Linked DNA regions of Mus musculus: region 2 is linked to region 1. Evidence: chromatin contacts called from public promoter capture Hi-C data. All regions are on one chromosome and are shown on one strand. Each heading gives the region's core, a stretch centred on a gene start, on an enhancer-like site or on the middle of the called end of the contact. The rest is flanking DNA. Distances are from core to core; before and after follow the strand shown.

Region 1 (4,896 bases), core at 1,007-3,506:
GACATTTTCTTGCCTCAGAATGCTATCCTGAAAGGATTATTACAGATCCACCCCAAGCCCGAAAGTTAAAATGCATAATTTATTTGGTTTTTTCTGCTTCCACTTCTTATCCATACCCAGTATTATTCTACCTTGAAGACAAATAAGCCTTAGCATTTCTAGCGCGAATTATTTTACCCAAATACATTGGACTTCGGTCTCAGTTTAAAGGAAGATGAGTAGCCTCTAAGAGACCTTTCCTCCTCCTCCTCCTCCTCCTCCTCCCCTTCCTCCAGTGTCGGTTTAGCATCCCTGAAGGAGGGAGTGGTGTGAATGATCTGGGTTCGGAATCGGATTTTGTTGAGTCGTGGCTTCATCCGTCCACTTGAGCTGCCCGAGGCTTTGCGACCTGAATCTTTTGCTTTGCTTCCTCCAGTCCATCCCTCGGGGACGTGGTGGTGAAGTTCAGCTCCGTCTTCCACGACCGGGGAGAGTTTGTGAGTGATGTGTGAGGGGAGCACCTTTGAAAGTCTCCAGCGCCCACCCCCGCGGGCGGCAGGGCTGTCTCCATCATCTTCATCCAGGGCTCCCACCAGGTTCTTTATCTCCTCTGCGATGCTCTCGCTCAGATACTGAGAGGCCTTTCTCCCGCTGTAGTCCCTGATGTCTACATCTGCGTCGTAGGCCCCCACTAGTAACTTCACCACCTCTACATGCCCATGCATCGCTGCCAAATGTAGGGCAGTGTAGCCTCCGCTCGACTTGGCATTGATGTTCACTGGCAGCTGGTGTTTGGTGGCAAAGTTGACCAACATGGCCAGGAGCTCTTGCCTGCCGTGCTTGGCGGCCCAGTGGAGACAAGTGAAGCCGGTGATGAAGTCTCGCTTCGAGAGCAGGCCGGGCTCACAAGTGAGCAGCCCTTCTAGGCTGTCCCACTTGCCCTCGGAAGCTGAGAGCATCCAGGCGTGATCCAGGGGATCCAGGGTAACCGAGGCCCCGACGCTGCTCTCCTCTTCTGCGGACGAAGAAGCTAACGATGCGGTATCGGAGTCGCCCCCTCCTCTGCTGCGACCTCCAGCGTTACCGTCCCCAGGACCCACGCTCCTCTTTAGTTGCGGGGAGCTGCCCAACACCAGGTCCCGAAAGTTCTGACGGGCCGACCTGGGTGTGTTTGGCCCACTAGGGGAACTGCCCCCTTCAGCCTCCCCCTGTGGAGGGAGTTTAAGGTTCTCGCTGGACCCGGGACCCGACGCCCAGGACACGGCCTCGACCTCCTGTGGTGGCGAGTCCTTACCTTGGGCCCCACCTTGAGCAGGGGCTGGAGGCTCTTGGTCGCTCACTTCGCCACCCAGTCCGAGAGACAACTGTGGATTTGCCTCCTGGAGCTGGCTGCCCTCGCAAGGCTCCGCTGCAAGGTCCGGGACTTGAGGCTCCTCAGTCACCTCGATACGCGGGGGCTCTCGGGGGAGCTTGGCCTCAAGCGGGGGGGAATCCCCCGTACAGAACCTTTTCTTGAGATGCACATACTTGGTACCATCCGCGGGATCGGTGCGCACGGTGGCCACGGCATTGACCAGTTCCTTGAAGCGCTCGCGGGCGCGGGTGCGCTGTTCGCGCTGGCCACCCAGGACGTCCCTGAAGTGTTGCACCAATTCCGAGTGTCCCGCCCGGCCCCCACGCTCGGCGAGGAAGCGCAGGATCGCCTCCGAGCTCAGCTCCAGTGACCCCTCCATTCACCGCGGCTCAGCTTCTCAGCCCCAGGAGCGCTCAGCCAGACACCATGGCCGGACGCCTGGAGGACCCGGAGAGCGGCTTGGGTCTCAGTGGCTGGCAGCACGCGCGATCCCAGCTTTGAAGAGTCTCGAGTCCCGCGAGCGCTGACACCGCCTCACTGGGGCCGCGTCCCAGTGGACACGCCCCGCCACACCCACTTCCGCTCGGGACTCAATCTCGGCGACAGTCCCCGGCCCGAGGCCCCGCCCACTTCCGGGCTCCGCGCGGGCTCGCAGCCACTGTTTCCGCCAGTGGCGGGAGGCGAGGGACCCAGAGCTTGGCCTCCGAGGCTCACGTTTCCACTCACCCTCCCCACACACTTGGCTTTTCGTCAAAACGCCCGGTGGGGCACACCCGGGAGAAGCTCGCCCCGAGCGCGGGAAACCCTGGTAGTCCCTGGCGCGTTCCCGCAGCCCTCCGCCTCGGCCCCGCCCCAGCCTCTCAGCAGAGGCCGCCCCGCCCATTAACGGCTGCGGGGCGCCGGGCACGCCCCTTGTCCCGCCAGTTACGCCCAGCGGGTCTCTCTCTGAAGCGGCCCGGGACCTGTGTTTGCGTCCAGCCTGAGACCACCGTTTCCCTACGTCCCACCAGGGCTATGGCCTCATGCGACGAGGTACAGCAGCTGGTGAGCCCCGCGCCCTTGGGTTCCCCGAGCCCCCGCCCCGCCCCGCCCGGTCGCCTCTGGGCCAGCGAGATTGTGACCGTGCGGCTCCGGGACTCCGCGTGTCGTGGAGAGGGGGCTCCCTGTTGCCCCAGGGCGAGGGCTGAAGAGCTCTGGCGAGCGACTGCATGTTGGGGAAAAGTTACATTTTCCAGGCTTCCTGGTCCTGGCCAAAGCGGGGTGGTGTAAATGAAATCCAGGATGATGATCGATGCCTATCACTTTGTAACGGTTTTTTTTTTCCTTTTCCCCGACTTAAATCAGGCCTTGGAATCCGCCTGATTTTGTGCAATTGTGTACACGTACATGGCTACTGACCGGAAAGTCGGCTTCCTTAGATTTTCCAAAGCTCGCGGGTTTACTGTAATGCTTGGCGGTTTTGTTTGGCTTTCCCGTCCCCTTGTAATGAAAAAAAAAAAAAACAACAAAAAAAAAACAAACAAACCACTTGACCGATCCAATGTTTTGTGCGGTTCAAATAACTTGAAAAACTTATCTTAGTTGATATAGGATATAAGCCATAGTTATCCGAGAGGTCATACTGTTTTCATAATACCAATCTCTTGTAATCTTGCTTTTGTTCCCATCATTTTAAGATTGTATGTGGAATCTTCCAGTTGTCGCAGGGGGTAGAATAGATTCTATTTCTACTTCCCTAACAGCTGCACGCAGTAAATTATTTTTCTCTACTTTAAGAAACTCTAATATTTCCCTTATCCAATATTAATGAAAGTAATCCTCTTAACTAACTCTATTGAATCCTTTGGCATTGGTAGTATTTTTGTCGGATTCTTAATCTCAAGCAACATTTCCCAAATAACTTTCTACTTACCTGAAACAAGTGACTCTTATTATTATCTTCCTATGTTGCATTTTAGTTGTAGAACTTATTTCAATAGACTAAAATAAAAATAATGAGAAATAGATAAATGCTATAATTTCTGTGTGAAGTTGGTTCGTGATCATTGACATGAAAAAAAAATCATAGTACCTAAGCTATTCGAACCTTAATGGCTGTCCAGTAAACCTATTCTCATAAAAAAGTATTATCATCCATTTAGTGATTTATCAGTACCTTCTAATTCTTTAGCATGATGAAACTTTGATTTCTTGTTAGATATATCCACACTAATACAACTTATAGGTCTCTTCCCCCTGAAATATACATTGGACACAGTAACTGCATTCACATCTGTCACCCATATTTGCCATGATGTCTACCGTGGGTAAATTTTTCGATATTTACATGTGAATGGAGTTTCACCATATTTGGAATCTGTTTATTGCTTCACATAGGAAGAGGTTTATGTTGTGGCTCATATACTTTTATAGAAAGCTGAAAACAATGGAATTTCTATTTGTAGTTACTAGAAATGGCATTTATAGGTGAATTTCTGCCACGAGGGTCCGTGTTCTTCTTAGCAACAGTTATACTTTTATCAGCTATTCTGTGCATCCGAGACATCTCAGTTGACAAAGCTGTGTTACTGTTAAGCTGTTTGTTTCCCCCCATCAGGTAGTCGTTGAGAATTTCTATGTGCCACTATGTCCTTGTTTGCTTCTATTTAAATGCCATTCTACATGTAATTGTATTCGTTACCTTCAAAGATAAGTGAAGGTACAGAGACTGTAACTTCATCTGGAAAAGTCCTAGTCTTAGGTGTTCTGGAATAGTGCCAGTTCTCTTTCTAGGCACCATAATTTTTTAAGATTATATGTTGGGGGTTCTGTTTTGAGAAATGTGGTTACCATATTGTCACAGTAACCATGAATTCACCGTAACTAGGAATTCTAGGATTTCCAGTTTTCCTTACACAGACTCTTAAGACCTTTTAAATTAAGGGATAAAGAAATAATTGGGGTGATGTTTTTGTTTTTGTTTTTTTTTGTTTGTTTGTTTGTTTTTCTGAGACAGGATTTCTCTGTGTAGTCCTGGCTGTCCTGGAACTCACTCTATAGACCAGGGGGAAATGTTTTTAAACATAAAGCAAAGTTGAGATAAAAATGTAACGTGAAGTCAAACAGCATGTTTGACATGTAGCCTTAGAGAGCAGTGATGTGGGGGACAGTGAACTCCAGCTTTGGCACTTCACTGTCACTTCTCTTAGCATGGAAGATGATTGAGAACTCTTGTAAGAGAAGCAGGGGCTTTTGCTACACAAAAGCATGATGGAAGGAGGACGGTAAAGCCTGTCAGCCCAGCCATAGGACATTTAAGGCAATCGAAAGCTTCTTCCTTTTAAAGAATCCTAATCCCCGTGGTACCCAGGCCTGAGACAGATGACTGGGGGAAACGAATGGCAGTTTAGTAGAGATGACGCAGTAGTCATCCAGTCAGTTGTGGATATGTTTGAGGGGTGTTTATTGACAGAGGTGTAAGTCGTATAGGATGCTTGGGTTATTTTCATGTATGTCAGGTGTGAGTAATATAATTGAAATAAGAACATAATATGCAGTATGAAATATGTGCTTTAAATGACCCT
Region 2 (4,896 bases), core at 656-3,155, 2.5 Mb before region 1:
AGTGCTAAGTGATCTGTTGGTGGGGTGTTTGCCTAGAATGTACAAAGTCCTGGGTTAAATTCCTAGTATCGAGTAAAACAGGTGTGGTAGTGCACACTTGTAATCCCAGTATTAGAGAGGTGGAGGCAGGAGAATCAGAAGTTCAAGGCCATTTTTGGGCCCATGGTAAGTTTGAGGCTGCGAAGGGCTACATGAAGCCCCATCCCGTCTCCCTGCCCATCCCAGGTAAAAAAAAAAAAAACTTTATTTCTAAGTAATTTACCAATTGCCCCATCTCCCAAAACGTACAAACACATACACAATGTGGTGGTTCACACTTGAACTTGCCTATCAACCGTCCTCTCTGCCAGACAGGCAGCCTGAACCCGGTGTAAAGAGACCTTCAGGAATCTAGTGGAACACATTTCTGCCATAGCTGTTCAGAGGTCAAGCTTCAGACAACACACAACAGGAACCCTGTGCACCCAGGCCAAAGTGAAGCCACCCTGCTGTCTCCGCCACAAAAATCACCACCCAGCCTTTTGAGTCATCCAGGCTTCTCAGGAAGGAAAATTTCAACATTGACACACAGGGTAGCCACATCTCCACTGTGGCCTCGAGGCAGAAGAGGCTCCTGAAGTGTGACTCAATAGGCTATGATATCTGTCCCCTCTTCCACTGGGGAAGGGAGGCGATGGCTCCCCTCTTTGGACACCAAAGACCAGGCTGAGAGTGAGCACTCTAGGGACAGCTGCTGAGGAATGCACCCCTAGATATACCGTTGAAAAACACCCCATGCTAAAAGGGACTGGCTGATAGAATGAAGAGGAGAAGGAAAAGAAGCACTCACTTTGGCATAGACACTCCTGCACTCAGACACACACACACACACACACACACACACACACACACACCCCAAGTGACCTGCCCATCCCTGGCCATTGCCAACCTGCATCTCCCTCCAGACAAGGCCCACTGGCTGTACAGTACTTGATAGGCCCAGCTCTAGTGAACAGGAGGTGACTTAGGCCAGTGTTGACATGCAGTCCCTTGAGAGTGTGGCTGAGCACTTGGGGTGTGTTGGCAGGGGACACAGGCTCATGTTAGAAGCTGATGCTAGCCTTGGTTCATAGGTGCTGAGTGGGGAGATCTGGAAGTTTCTTTCCAAACTACACCTGTCCTCCCCCGGGGGCCTCAGCTCTTAAGACAGCTGAGCATTCCCCCCCCACACCCCTAAATCCCAGGGTCAAAATTATCTTAGTGAGCTATGGGGATGTGTGGAGTGTGTGGTCTTGGAAAGAACAGGGTGCCTGGGAAGAGGGGGAGGAGGGAGGAAGAAAGAGTAAGAGAGAGGGAGAGTGGGAAAGGGAAAGAGAGAGGGGGAGGAGAGAAAGAGAGAGAGGGAGAGAGAGAGAGAAGAGAAGGGGATTCAGTCATTGCTGGTCTCGCTTTTTCTAACAGAACCCCTATTTCACAGGGGGGCGGGGTGAAGCAGGCCTCCAATGCACCCCTGGGTAACCCTACTCACTTTCTCTGAGATTCCTAAGGGTCTCCCGCTGCACTCAGACACCTCAGTCCTTCTGTCTGAGACCCTCCCAAGATCAAGGCCACGCCTGCCCCGCTACCCCTGCGCGTCCTGCTTCCCCCTCCCAAGACCCCAAGTTCTTCCCGGACAGATTTAGCGGACATTGAGGAGCAATGAATCCCGAGGAACCTGGTCCTCCGGACCGGCGTTAAGTATCCTAGGCAACGGCCCCCTCCTAATTCCGCGGCCCCTGTCATGCCCCTAGTGTACCCCACGCCGCGCGAGGGAACAAGGATCCCCAGTGACCTCACCTGTAGCGGTCCTTGGTCCTCGCGTCTTCCGGCGCTGAGGCCCCGTGTCGGGGCGTGCCCATCACTGTCTCCGGGTCGCAGCCCCGCCCCGAGCCCCGCCCCCGAGCCCCGCCCCTCCCGCTGCCCTGGAACTGACCTTGACCGCCTACCAGCCGCTCCCTACTTGGACACTCCCAGCGCTGATGCAGCCTAGCTAGCCTCTCAGCCTGCCAAGATCCTGCGCCTTAGTTTTGCCAGGGGTTTCTGGGAGACAACCGAGAGCCTCCCCAACACACACACACACACACACACAAACACACACACACACACACACACACACACACACACACACACACACACACTAGCTTTGCCATCTGCACACATGTGCATACGGACTGAGCGCCTGCTGTTCGCCCAGTCTTTGGTCCTGCACTGGAGCTTTAAAATGGAGAGCGGAACCGGTATATCCTTTGGTTATATGGTAGCCTGGAGAAAGAAGGGGTTTAACACAAGACTCAGGAGCTGTTTGCCTATCCTGAGTGCCCTGGATTTCTTACCCACAGAAGCAGAGCACGGTGGTGCATACCTGTAATCCTAGCATTTAGGAAGTAGAGGCAAGAGGGTTAGAAATTGGCTACTGAGTCCACTTTGGACTTCCTGAGATCCTGTCAAAAAAATGAAGCCATCAAACCACCACTGCTGACAGACTGCAGTGGTGCAGCCTTTAATCCCAGCACTAGGGAGGCAGAGGCAGGAGGATGTCTGTTGAGTTTGAGGCCAACTCGGAGCAAGTTCCAGGACATCCAGGGGCTACACAGAGAAACCAGGTCTCAAAAACCCTACAAAACAAAACAACAACAACAAGAAGACAAACAAAACACTACCACATCTCCTGTCACCTACTGCTGTAAGGAAGCTTGGAGATCAAAAAGTATTCAGGCCTCTCTCCCATACTGAAGTCAGCCCTGAGCAAGGGAGAGAAGCAAGCATGTGTGCCAAGTCACAGAAGGATGCCAGAGATAGGAAAGCCAGAGCATTCGAAGCTACATAGGGGAACGATAGGGCATCTGTCTCCAAGCAGATATTGTCCCCTACCCTAGGGGCAGTAGGCAAGTGTCCGTGAGGTCACGTACATACCTGAGCAGGGTGTACTAACTCATGCTTGTACCCACAGCCACTGGGGAGGCTGAGACAAGGAGGTTTACAAGTTCAAGGATATCCTGGGCTACAGTGAGAGACCCTGTCTCAAACATACATAGGCAGTAGGTAGCATTTCTTTATTTGGTTGGTTGTTTTGTTTTGCTTTGAACACTTGTTTTGATGAGAATTTCACACATGAACATTTCCATCATTTCCATCCTGTCTTCTATAATTGCTACTGTTGCACACACAGAAACAGACAGAGACAGAAGCTACCTGAAGGGCTCCAACAGGCCCAGGCACGACATACATGGTACCAGCAGCTTTTACCCTTTCCCCTTCCCTCTCCTGGCTAAATCCTTAGATCATTACTAAAGCTAGCCCCGCAAGGTCGGCTCCCCTAACTGGCCTCTGACTCATTTCTGAGACTGAACACCAAGGTCCAGCCATCAAAATTCATGATTTGGCTGCACTGGCTAACTGTCCAGTCAGGATTCACCAACTCATCTGAGTACAGACTTCCCCTTTTTCTCCTTAAAAACTGTCCTTCAGAGACACCTGCTGCTGCCTTTGTCCCATCCACAGGCAGCTCCCCACCCTCCACCAATTTGATCTTCTGGGGTAATAACTCTCCTTTGGTGCCTGGGGGTGTTCTGAGCCACCTCCAAGCTCCCCTCCCTTCACTAAGTCCGTTTCATATTTCCCTTATGAACATGTAACCATCTGGGAATGGGTAATGTCAGCAGAATGAGGTTTCCCTAGAGAAACCTCATAATCAACCTCTCTCTCTCTCTCTCTCTCTCTCTCTCTCTCTCTCTCTCTCTCTCTGAAGCCACTAACTGCTAACTTTAGAGATGGGGCCTTATGAAATTTCCCCATCTGCACAGCATGTTACCTGGTGTGATTATTTGCAGGCCTTGTTTAAGCAATCCTATTAAGATTTTGTGGCAGGACCATGTCTAGAAGACATTAAGTAGGGCTGGAGAGATGGCTCAGTGGTTAAGAGCACTGACTGTTCTTCCAGAGGTTGAGTTCAATTCTTAGCAACCACATGGTGGCTCACAACCATCTGTAATGGGATCTGATGGCCTCTTCTGGTGTGTCTGAAAACAGCTATAGTATCTCATATACATAAAATAGGCAAATCAAGAAGAAGAAGAAGAAGAAGAAGAGGAAGAGGAAGAGGAAGAGGAAGAGGAAGAGGAAGAGGAAGAGGAAGAGGAAGAGGAAGAAGAAGAAGAAGAAGAAGAAGAAGAAGAAGAAGAAGAAGAAGAAGAAGAAGAAGAAGAAGAAGAAGAAGAAGAAGAAGAAGACACTACATCACAGCTTTGAAGACCTCTGGCTCTTACAGTCATCCTGTTCCTTCTTCCGGCTTCCTGAGCCTTAGGTAGAGCAGTAGTGTGGTAGATGTTACCCTGTAGTTAGTTTTACTTTGCCTTTTGATCAGTTGTGGATCCCTGTAACAGCCTCTAGATTGTTGCAAAAAGGAAGTTTCTTTGAAAAGGCACGAGAGCTACATTTAATCTGTGGATGTAAAGCTAAGTATTTAAAAGACAGAATTAGAATGGTTGAGGAAAATGGCAACATTGTGTCCTCCTCTAGGGTCTGTGCCACGGTCATCTGCCTATGTACCAGGGACGCATTCCCTACCATCCCATAGACCTCGAGTCTAATCAGACATTGTTGGTTACGCTGATGATAACATTTCCTCTGCTGTACCATGTCCTGTCCTGTTGGGTGTTGTGGTGATCTGTAGGCTTTACAGATGGGCAGCACTACTGATTGCTTGTCTCCTCTGGCAGCTTGCATGGCACCTTACTGTGAGGGCCAGTCCTCAGAGAGGCTTCCAGGTCAGCTCCAGCTCCATTCTTCCAAGTTCTATGCCCAAAGTGTGTGGTGTCTTCAGCAACAGAGTCATACCTTCAAGTTCTGGGAGGCAGCCAAGGGCAACAGCAATAGCCT

The links. Promoter capture Hi-C pulls out the DNA fragments that hold promoters and counts their contacts.
Region 2: a contact with region 1 is called in a promoter capture Hi-C map of liver, with 3 times the contacts expected there. The contact joins the promoter of Aifm2 here to the promoter of Septin10 in region 1. A contact is called at or near these places in 2 of 39 promoter capture datasets (liver and pre-B cells).

The regions. Positions count from the first base shown.
Region 1 is chr10:59,218,860-59,223,755 of GRCm38.p6, reverse strand. Septin10 (septin 10) reads left to right here and starts at 2,256. Exons shown (of 10, transcript NM_001024911.3): 1 at 2,256-2,365. The coding sequence starts at 2,348. It overlaps Sowahc (sosondowah ankyrin repeat domain family member C), which reads right to left and starts at 1,834. Exons shown (of 1, transcript NM_172939.3): 1 at 1-1,834. The coding sequence starts at 1,712. The coding sequence ends at 174.
Region 2 is chr10:61,712,272-61,717,167 of GRCm38.p6, reverse strand. It overlaps Aifm2 (apoptosis-inducing factor, mitochondrion-associated 2), which reads right to left and starts at 1,905. Exons shown (of 10, transcript NM_001284300.1): 1 at 1,816-1,905.